Linked DNA regions of Zea mays: region 2 is linked to region 1. The links are chromatin contacts, called in public Hi-C maps. All regions are on one chromosome and are shown on one strand. Each heading gives the region's core, a stretch centred on a gene start, on an enhancer-like site or on the middle of the called end of the contact. The rest is flanking DNA. Distances are from core to core; before and after follow the strand shown.

Region 1 (4,304 bases), core at 1,214-3,713:
ATTCTCATTATTACAGATGAACAATAAGATACATATACTGGAGAATATGTTTGAGTTATGAGGGATGATAACTTTGACAGATGTCATCGTTAGGGAGAGTGAACGCTTAATGTTGATCACAATCGTGAGACACTGAATGTCATATTGTATCTTGTATGCCTTGAAGGCGTTAGCTTGATTATCGATGTGTGAACATTTATGGAAGTTTTTACCAGATATGTAGATCCAGTCGATCGAACACCACCAGTCAAAGTGACTTATTTATGCTGATATGTGCACTTACATCGTGTATTCTAAAAGTGAGTTGAAGTTCCTGAATAATCCTAGCAACAATATGCAATGCGCTTGCTCAATCTCTATGTGCATATACTTCCAGAAGAGGATGTTTTGCCATATTGAGACAATTTTGTAAGGATCAGGGGGAGCACAATCCTAGAGTTAGCCCTTACAAAAGTTTCAATGGAATCAAGATCTAGAATATCGAAATCTGTTCTGATGACACTAGTTGTACTCTTTTTCCCTTGGTGAGTTTTTTCTGAAGTTTCTCGCATAAGGTTTTTAACGAGGCAACAAAGTGCAAATGCAATTTGCGCCACCATACGCTCTTTCTCCATATTTTTCCACTCAGTTTCTGTGAGTTTTTATGAGACATGTGTTGGTCGTGGTATTCACCCAAGGCAGAGTGCTAAGAAACCCTAACGAGGGCCTATGTGGGTAAATACCGGTTTTACCTCTGAGAGGTCTTACGTTTCTATATAAGCAACATGTACACTACCTCATAATACAGTGAAGATGCCCAACCTTAATCATGTGTCTCGTGTATTCTCTGTTGTGCTTATGGGAAAAGAGACGAGTCTTTAACATCTTCTCGCATTTAATGACGAGAGAGAATAAAGCGAATCTAAAGATCTGTGATAACGTAGCTATATTTCTCGAGAATTAGAATCGGTCCTAGGGATGGCAACGGTTAAAATATCCGCGGATACTGTCTCTGGACACCCATATCCGCGACTTATATCCGATATCCGAACTCGTACCCGTTATCCACCATGGATAACAAACAGTATCCACATCCGTTACCCGCGGATAACGGATATCCGCGGATATATCCGTTTGCCCACTACACATACAAAATATTTAAATCCAGCAAATTCAAACATGATATCATATTTGTCCAACAAACAAATTTAAATATGATAAAAACATAAAGTCATACAGAATCTGTCCAGCAAATTCAAACATGATATCATATTTGTCCAGCAAATATAAAATTGTCTAGCAAAATCAGATCTGAGCTTCCTCTTTGATCCTGATGAAGCAGGCGGCCAGGCACGTAGGGAGTCAGCGATGCAGGGAGCCAGGGACTGAGGACAAGCTACGCAGGGAGTCAGCGATGCAGGGACTGAGGACGAGCTGGAGATCTGCGCTCTGTGCCCGGGAGCCGCGCAGGGAGCCAGGGACCCGGACCGGTAGGGGGCAGCGACTGCGGGGGTCTGGGAGAGGTGAGATGGAGTGGGCGGTGGCGGTAGGAGTGGCCGAGTGGGAGAGGACAGAGGAGGAGAGAATGAGATCGGAGAATGGACTGGCCGAGCGAGGGCTTCGCTAGATTGATGGAAGCATGGAGATTGGAGAACGGTTGTGGCCTTGTGGGCTGTGGCGATGTGGCCCATGGGCCTGCGGGACGGGTGTAATTTTAACGGATATTCGGGTAATTGGGTATGGATATTGATTTTTCCTATCTGTTTTAAAAATATCCACGGATATCAAGTGCTACTCGTATCTGTATCCATGTATACAGACTCGTACCCAAAACTGTGTCCAACAGATTTTTTATCCGCGGGTACGCGGATAAATGACATCCATTGCCATCCATAATCGGTCCACCGCTCGCATAAGGAGCTGAGCGGCGCGGGGGTGGCGAGACACGGGCCAGGTAACTGATCCGGCCCAGCCCACGTGCGCGCGCGTGCTCCCCGCGCACCGTCGCTGCAGGATCAGCACGGCATGGGCTCGCCTGATGCGATGCGTTGTCGGTGGCGTGTGGCGTATGCCGGGCCCCGGCCCACGGGGCCTCTCTCCGATCTCCTTCTCTGGCTCCGGCGCGAATGAGCGCGGTTGCTTTGCCCCGTCCGCGCTGCTTATCGGGTCGGGGGATGCGAGGACCTGGTGGCAGGCACCACACCAGGGAGGCAGTCCGTTGCGCCGCGTCGCTAGCTCGCAGTCGCAGGTCGCAGCGCCTCGCTTCGGCACACGGATCACGCACGCACAGGAAGGAATTGAACGAGCCAGGAAAAGCCGGAGTGGCTAAGCCAAGCTGGCTTTTACCGGAGCCGCGGAGCGGGATGGACCGGCCGTCTCTTTCTGCTCATGTTTCCTTCGCCCTGCTCTTTCTTTCCATATGGTTCACACAACGCTGCGCTGAAAACGGCGTGGATGTTAGCTACCTTGCCACCGGGAGATTGTGTGGATGCCATACTTGCAGCTGCCTCAGACAAACAAGGGAACGCATACAGTTAGTAGAAACTCTGGAACGTCTTGATTGACCAATCATAAATTGGACTAGCTAGTAGCTACAACGCTTTCAGACGCCTTTTTTTTTCTTTACACTCATTCTCACGATGGTCCAATAATTTTTGGAAACTAACTAGAGTCCAGCTAGCAAGACATGATATCGTAGTCTTTGGAAAAGATCGAACGAGCGGAGCAGCTGTAACTCTCGCTCGCCCACCACCACAGGATCGCCGAGGCAATGGCCGACGTCGCCGTCGTGAATCCACAGCCACGCGGACGCCGCCGCCTCCAGTAATCTTTGCTTGTGTGATGCTGCTGTAAAGGTGCTTGATCTGATTGCTGGATCAAGAAGCAATCTATAGCATTGGTTTTTCTCCACTGCGCTACTACTCCATGGACCGCACTCCAGAGTCCAGACAGTTGTCCCTATGATCCTAGGGTATGTACAACTGTGCGTAATAGGGGTGGATGTTCGGCTTATCCAAAAATTTCGGGTCGAATAATTTGGGTATTTTAAATTTTGGATTTTGAGAATCGATACCCGAAATTACAATGGGTTAGGTACTCGGAATTTCGGGTTCGGGTTCGGTATTCCCGAACTACCCGAATTATTGTGTTGGCTTCATAAAAACACATACACCCTATTAAATTAATATAAAAATATAGTTTGAATAATAATATACATGGACATATAAAACACAAGCAATTTACAATCAAAAGTTATGCACACTTACATATAATTATAGATGTACAAATTAATAATTAAGCATGACATGAGTACATGACACATGAAAGTTCGGGTATTTCGGGTACCCGACTGTGATACCCGAATTATCCCGAAATAAATTCGGGTTATGCAAGTTGCTACCCGAAATTTCCAAACAAAAATTGGGTTTCGGGTATTTCGAGTTTGGGTTCGGGTATTCCGGTTTCGGGTTTCGGGTTACGGGTTTTTTGCTCAGCCCTAGTGCATACAAACACTGTGCTCTCGATGTGCGTGTAAAGCTATATGCAGTAGTCTACTCATGATTTATCTAAAAACACTGGTTTACACTATTCTGTATTGTAGTTCGCAGAGTGGAGTTTAAATATAAGTATAGAGATAGGTAAGCTACTGAAGATAGTCTAATAACACACATAAACAGTTGCGTATACATGGTCTTGTTTCAATTTCATACGCTGCTTTGCATGATCCAAGCGTTTGCAACTTCCCGTATGACTCAGAGGCTATGACCATCAGATTATGTATATGGCCGATTGGCTGTGCAAAATAATATTTTTTATTATAGACTATACTATTTATAAAGTGAAATTTAAAATAAAAGTTGAGAATAAGTTACTGGAGATAGCCTAAGAAGTATGCATTCCCTCCAAGGTGTTTAGCTGTTTTATGCTAAAATTCTCCATATCCTAAAAATGACAAACTTTGTCAAGTATGTACTAACAGTTACTCCCTCCATCCTCAATTATAATTTATTTGACTTTTTTGCCACATTTGACGGTCTCGTACTATTCATTTTTTGCGAAAAAATGAAAAATTAAAAGCCATATTTAAAGTATACTAGTCGGTTGCCCGTGCGTTACGACGGCTTACAACAATACCTACATAAACTATCCACCAAAAAAATCTCAAGATTTTTTATTGATTGTCTCCGCTCTCCGTATAATATTTTCTTGATTTGGCTAACTGATGTTATTGTTTACTCCATCTAATATATCTTGGTACAACACGACCAAATGAAGTGAGCGATTAGAAGAGAGTTCACAACGACTGACTGAACGAACATAGATTA
Region 2 (4,304 bases), core at 1,053-3,552, 130 kb after region 1:
CAAGGAAATAAATGTTCCGACACTTGCTACAAGGGCACCTAACATCGGTTCCAGTCTCTGACCGAGCAAAAGCACGGTCGAGAAAAGTATCAGTTTTGGCAACCCACTCACTTGATAGAGCACCTCTTTTTTTCCAACCTTCATACATCCATCGACGATTGTAACACCCCTGATGTTATGAGAACTAAAACGTTGGCATGACATCATATGAATCATCATAATCTTGCTTGATACACCTAGAGTGCATCTACTAGGTCTAAAAATTTCGAAACAAAGATAGTGTGTTGTGTTGATATGAGCTAAAGAGTTTGAAGAGTTAGTGAGTGGTCGAGTGAAAGAAAACCACTCCTGAGCTAAAATTTATTTGGACTTGTGATCTATGTATCAAAGTCGGGCCTTGAGTTAAAGGGCAACTTTATTTTTTTAAATGATGGACAAAAGATGAGAGACTTGCCTGGCAATCCCAAATGAAACAATAAAATAGCCCAAAAGTGGAATTTTAAATCTAGAGAGAATTTGCTAAAGGTCTAAATATAAAAGTTGCAGGTTTTGGAAAGTTGAACAACTTTAATGTGTGGATATTTCCATGTTTTATAGGGAAAGTTGGAGTAAAATGCTAAGTTCAGTTTTGTTACAGATTTGAAGTTTGCTGAAAATAACATCAACTAGCTGTTTTTGGGCCTTCATAACTTTTGATTTATAAACATTTTGAAGGTAGACATTGAAACAAGGTTGTAGAGCTACACTAGGGATACAAATTTTCTTAGGGAACCAGGTCCTAAAACCATGTGCAACTGAGTGTAAAACTGGTCCAAAGTAGGGCTGTAATACTTGTGGAGATTCAGACTTGGTGCAATCTCTGAAACTGAAGATTTTATATTCTGAAGCAACTTTGGAGGCCTGTTAGTGGCTGATACATACAACTATGGGTTAAAGTTTATGTACCAAAGTGAAATACCACATGTTGGTGTATAAGTTTGGTTAAAGGTTATGCCCCTAAAGATGTATGGAACTGCGAGAAACAATGGCCCAAAGATGCAATGTGCTGTTCTGGATTTCAGACTTAGTGAAAAACCAGAACCTAAAACTGTGTGTTTTGGTGCAATTTGGAAACCCTTTTCAGTTTAATCCATAGAGTTGTGAGCCATACTCCTTGTGTCAAAGTTGAAGAGTGTATATCAGTGAACAAGTTCCTTTAGGGAGGGTTGGCTTGGTACTGCATAGAAAATGAAGTAAGCGTTGTCCAATGTTGGACTGTCAGTTTGCAGAAATTGAATTTTATTCAGTCCATTGAAAACTGAAATTGCAGTGTTTGGTGCTCTGTTGGAGCACATTTGTGACCATTCCATCAGGTTTAGACTATGGATTATATAGAAAAGTTGGAGACCAAGTATTAGTGAACCACTTTACTTAGGGGTGCTTAGCTCGATGCTACACAAAGTTAGGAGTAAATCTGTTCCAAAGTGCTTCCTGTCAGCTTCTTGTTTTCAGTTCACTGAAAACGACATTCAGTGGATTGGGTTCACTTTGAGCATGTGTAACTTTTATTCTATGTAAATTCGGTTTTAGATTGTTGTGGTGACCTGGCAGTGCCATGGTTGGGGAGCAGATTTCATGTTTAGAAAACTTTCAGTTCCTAGAAAGATCTACGATAACTCGAGAAAATTCAGAGTTGGAAGAAAAGGAGAGTGCTGCAATTTCAGGTTCAATTCGGTCCATTGAATGTTCGGAAACAATTTGCTCTTCTCAGCATCGGGCTCCTGTAACTTTCAAATCTGCAAACTTGCGGTCGATTTTCAGCACAACAAACTAGGAGAGATATTGTTGGGGAGCAAATTTTATTAAACAATACACCTCTGAATTCGTTTGGAACTAGGAGAAATTTGTGCTTCAGTTTGTGATGTCCAGATTTGGATCTAAAACTGAACTATGTTCAGTTTGGAGGAGGGGTTCGGTTCTATACAATGGGCAGATTCAGAAAACTGAAGTCGAGTTTCAGTGATTTCTAGCTAACTTTGGTGCTCTCCTGTGTTGGATCAGTGAAGAATTCCATCATGGTTATTATACCAAAGTGAAAGAGCATCGATCAGTGTACGACTTTGATTAAGGACGATTTACATGTTGCTTAGAAATTATCAGAGTAAAATTCGTTTGAAATTGGGCTGTCAGGCCGGCTGGGAACTAAGTTTCAGTTCTCTGATCGATGGTTGGGCACGCATGCTGCTGTCCACCTATTTGCCTCCTGTGTGGACACCGCTAAATCCAAACTTTTGCCGCTTAACTGAAGCTAGTTTTGCTTGCGCCACTCCATCGCAGCCACATATCCAAACTCGACCGGTGCTGGCTCTATCGTGCTCCTTCCACTGTGATAAGGATAGCCACGTGTAACTTCGTGCTCCTTCCGGTACATACACGACGTGCATTCCTGGCCCTAGCATCTTCCCTGTAACGCTTGCCTCACTTCGTCTCTCCCAGCCGCCCTCTAACTTTCTTGTCACGGACGTCTCTTTCACTGCTCATCCTTCTTCTTCCAGCCATCGGTCTCACCACTCGCCTCCAGCTCTTTTACCCTCCAGCAGTCGTCTCCTGCCATCAGCCAGGCATGCGCAACCCATACAGTAGCAGTTTCAGCGAAGCGCATCAGTCATGCCTCAATGTTGGACCTCCACTTCCACTCCCTCTCTTTGGTCGAGCTTCACCTGTTCGCCGATCAGGCTGCACGTCGTCCTCTCCACGTCCTGCAACTTGATCGATGCTTGTAGCCACATCCACAGCCGCTACGACTTCGTCGCAGTCTCCTCGTGACGCACTCTGTGACGGAACCTTCCAAGTCATTAGACTCACCTACAGTTGTCTTTGTCTAACAGACATCAGACAACCCTGTAGATGTTCCTGAATCACTTGATAAGTTTGGTATCTTTCCTTACCTTTCCAGGAACGTTTCACCCGTCTTGCAGACATTACAGAACATCGGAGATATCAAAATGCAGAAGTGATTACATAAACTTACATTTATTTAAAAAGTAAGATTAAGTTGTTTATACAGACCAGAAAATATAAACGAGTGCAGAGTAATATTATTACATAACCAAGGGGGCAAAAACTCCCCCCGATGAGTTTTACATAAAAGTTTTCCTATGGAGGACCAAGTCCTCCCGCATCTTTACTCTTGCTTTTCCTCCTGAGAAACCACCTTGGTACAGAAGCAACAGAAATCTGCTACTTCCTCACCTAAAAACAATGAGGGAATAAACCCTGAGTATGAGATTACTCAGCAAGTCTTACCCGACTAAAGAAAAGACTCTCAAGGGTATGCTGGTTATCAGGGAGTCAAGGAGAGGTTTCTCAATGATCAAAGACTCTTGTTTGCATAAATGCTTACTAAAAGTGGATCCTTAAAAATCCAGTTGTATTATCAAGTTAGGTAAGATTACCTACATCTAGAGTTATTTCTACTCTAGTTCAAACACTTGTCCTACACTAGCCAATTTCTCATCAAATCCCTTTAACTTTAGTGGAATTCTACGTATAAGTCAGTGACCAAGTCTCCATAACCGCGGAGGTACGGCGATCTGAATCGATTATACTCAGCTGAGGATCTCCGATCACACGACATATGTAGCACTTAACCCTTGCATATGTCAACCCGCCACCAGGGTTCTTAAGACCAGATCAGGTTCACGCAAACCGAGAGCAAAGATACACCACCGTCCAGCCTCTTGCCACGGAGGGTACACGCTACTCTCGCCACCGCTCCACACCCATTTCGTGTTATCTTATTCTGGCCTTAGTCTGCCCGAGGCAAGGCTTACCCATGACGAGGCATGTGACCAGTTAAAGGGTCCTCGGTCAGCAGGCCTACATCGACAAGGTCCTTAATCGACTCAGACAGAGACACTACACCGAGACTCTCTTCTCGTGCAAGTCACCCGCCCGGTCTCAGCTTAATCATTTCAACCCAAGGTTTGGTACCTGACAGAGGTACATCTTTTCCGGATGTTGAACCCATCACGGCCATGATGGATCCACCATAAAGTTTTATTTTCGAAAACATCCCACCCACTTTTGCCACATCATATTTTGTAAAAACAAAACATTTTGTTTTTCTAAAGCAAGGCTAAGTGAAAGTCGCCTAAAGGGGGGTGAATAGGGCGAAACTGAAATTCTCAAAAATAATCACAACTATAAGTCGGGTTAGCGTTAGAAATATAATCGAGTCCGCGAGAGAGGGTGCAAAACAAATCGCAAGCGAATAAGGAGTGAGACACGTGGATTTGTTTTACCGAGGTTCGGTTCTCGCAAAC

What was found. A called contact is a pair of places that touch in the nucleus more often than the background predicts.
Region 2: a contact with region 1 is called in a Hi-C map of leaf, with 6 times the contacts expected there. The contact joins two enhancer-like sites. A contact is called at or near these places in 3 of 25 Hi-C or Micro-C datasets (ear, leaf and tassel).

What each region holds. Positions count from the first base shown.
Region 1 is chr1:91,212,663-91,216,966 of Zm-B73-REFERENCE-NAM-5.0, forward strand. No RefSeq gene overlaps it. Among protein-coding and RNA genes, the nearest start is that of LOC103637641, 66 kb to the left of the region's middle. Within about 2 kb of position 2,464, at least 19 of the 20 cell types and tissues checked have an H3K27ac peak or open chromatin away from gene starts, as enhancers often do. A contact at or near this core is called in leaf, where this site is marked.
Region 2 is chr1:91,341,244-91,345,547 of Zm-B73-REFERENCE-NAM-5.0, forward strand. No RefSeq gene overlaps it. Among protein-coding and RNA genes, the nearest start is that of LOC103644775, 25 kb to the right of the region's middle. Within about 2 kb of position 2,303, at least 5 of the 20 cell types and tissues checked have an H3K27ac peak or open chromatin away from gene starts, as enhancers often do. A contact at or near this core is called in leaf, where this site is marked.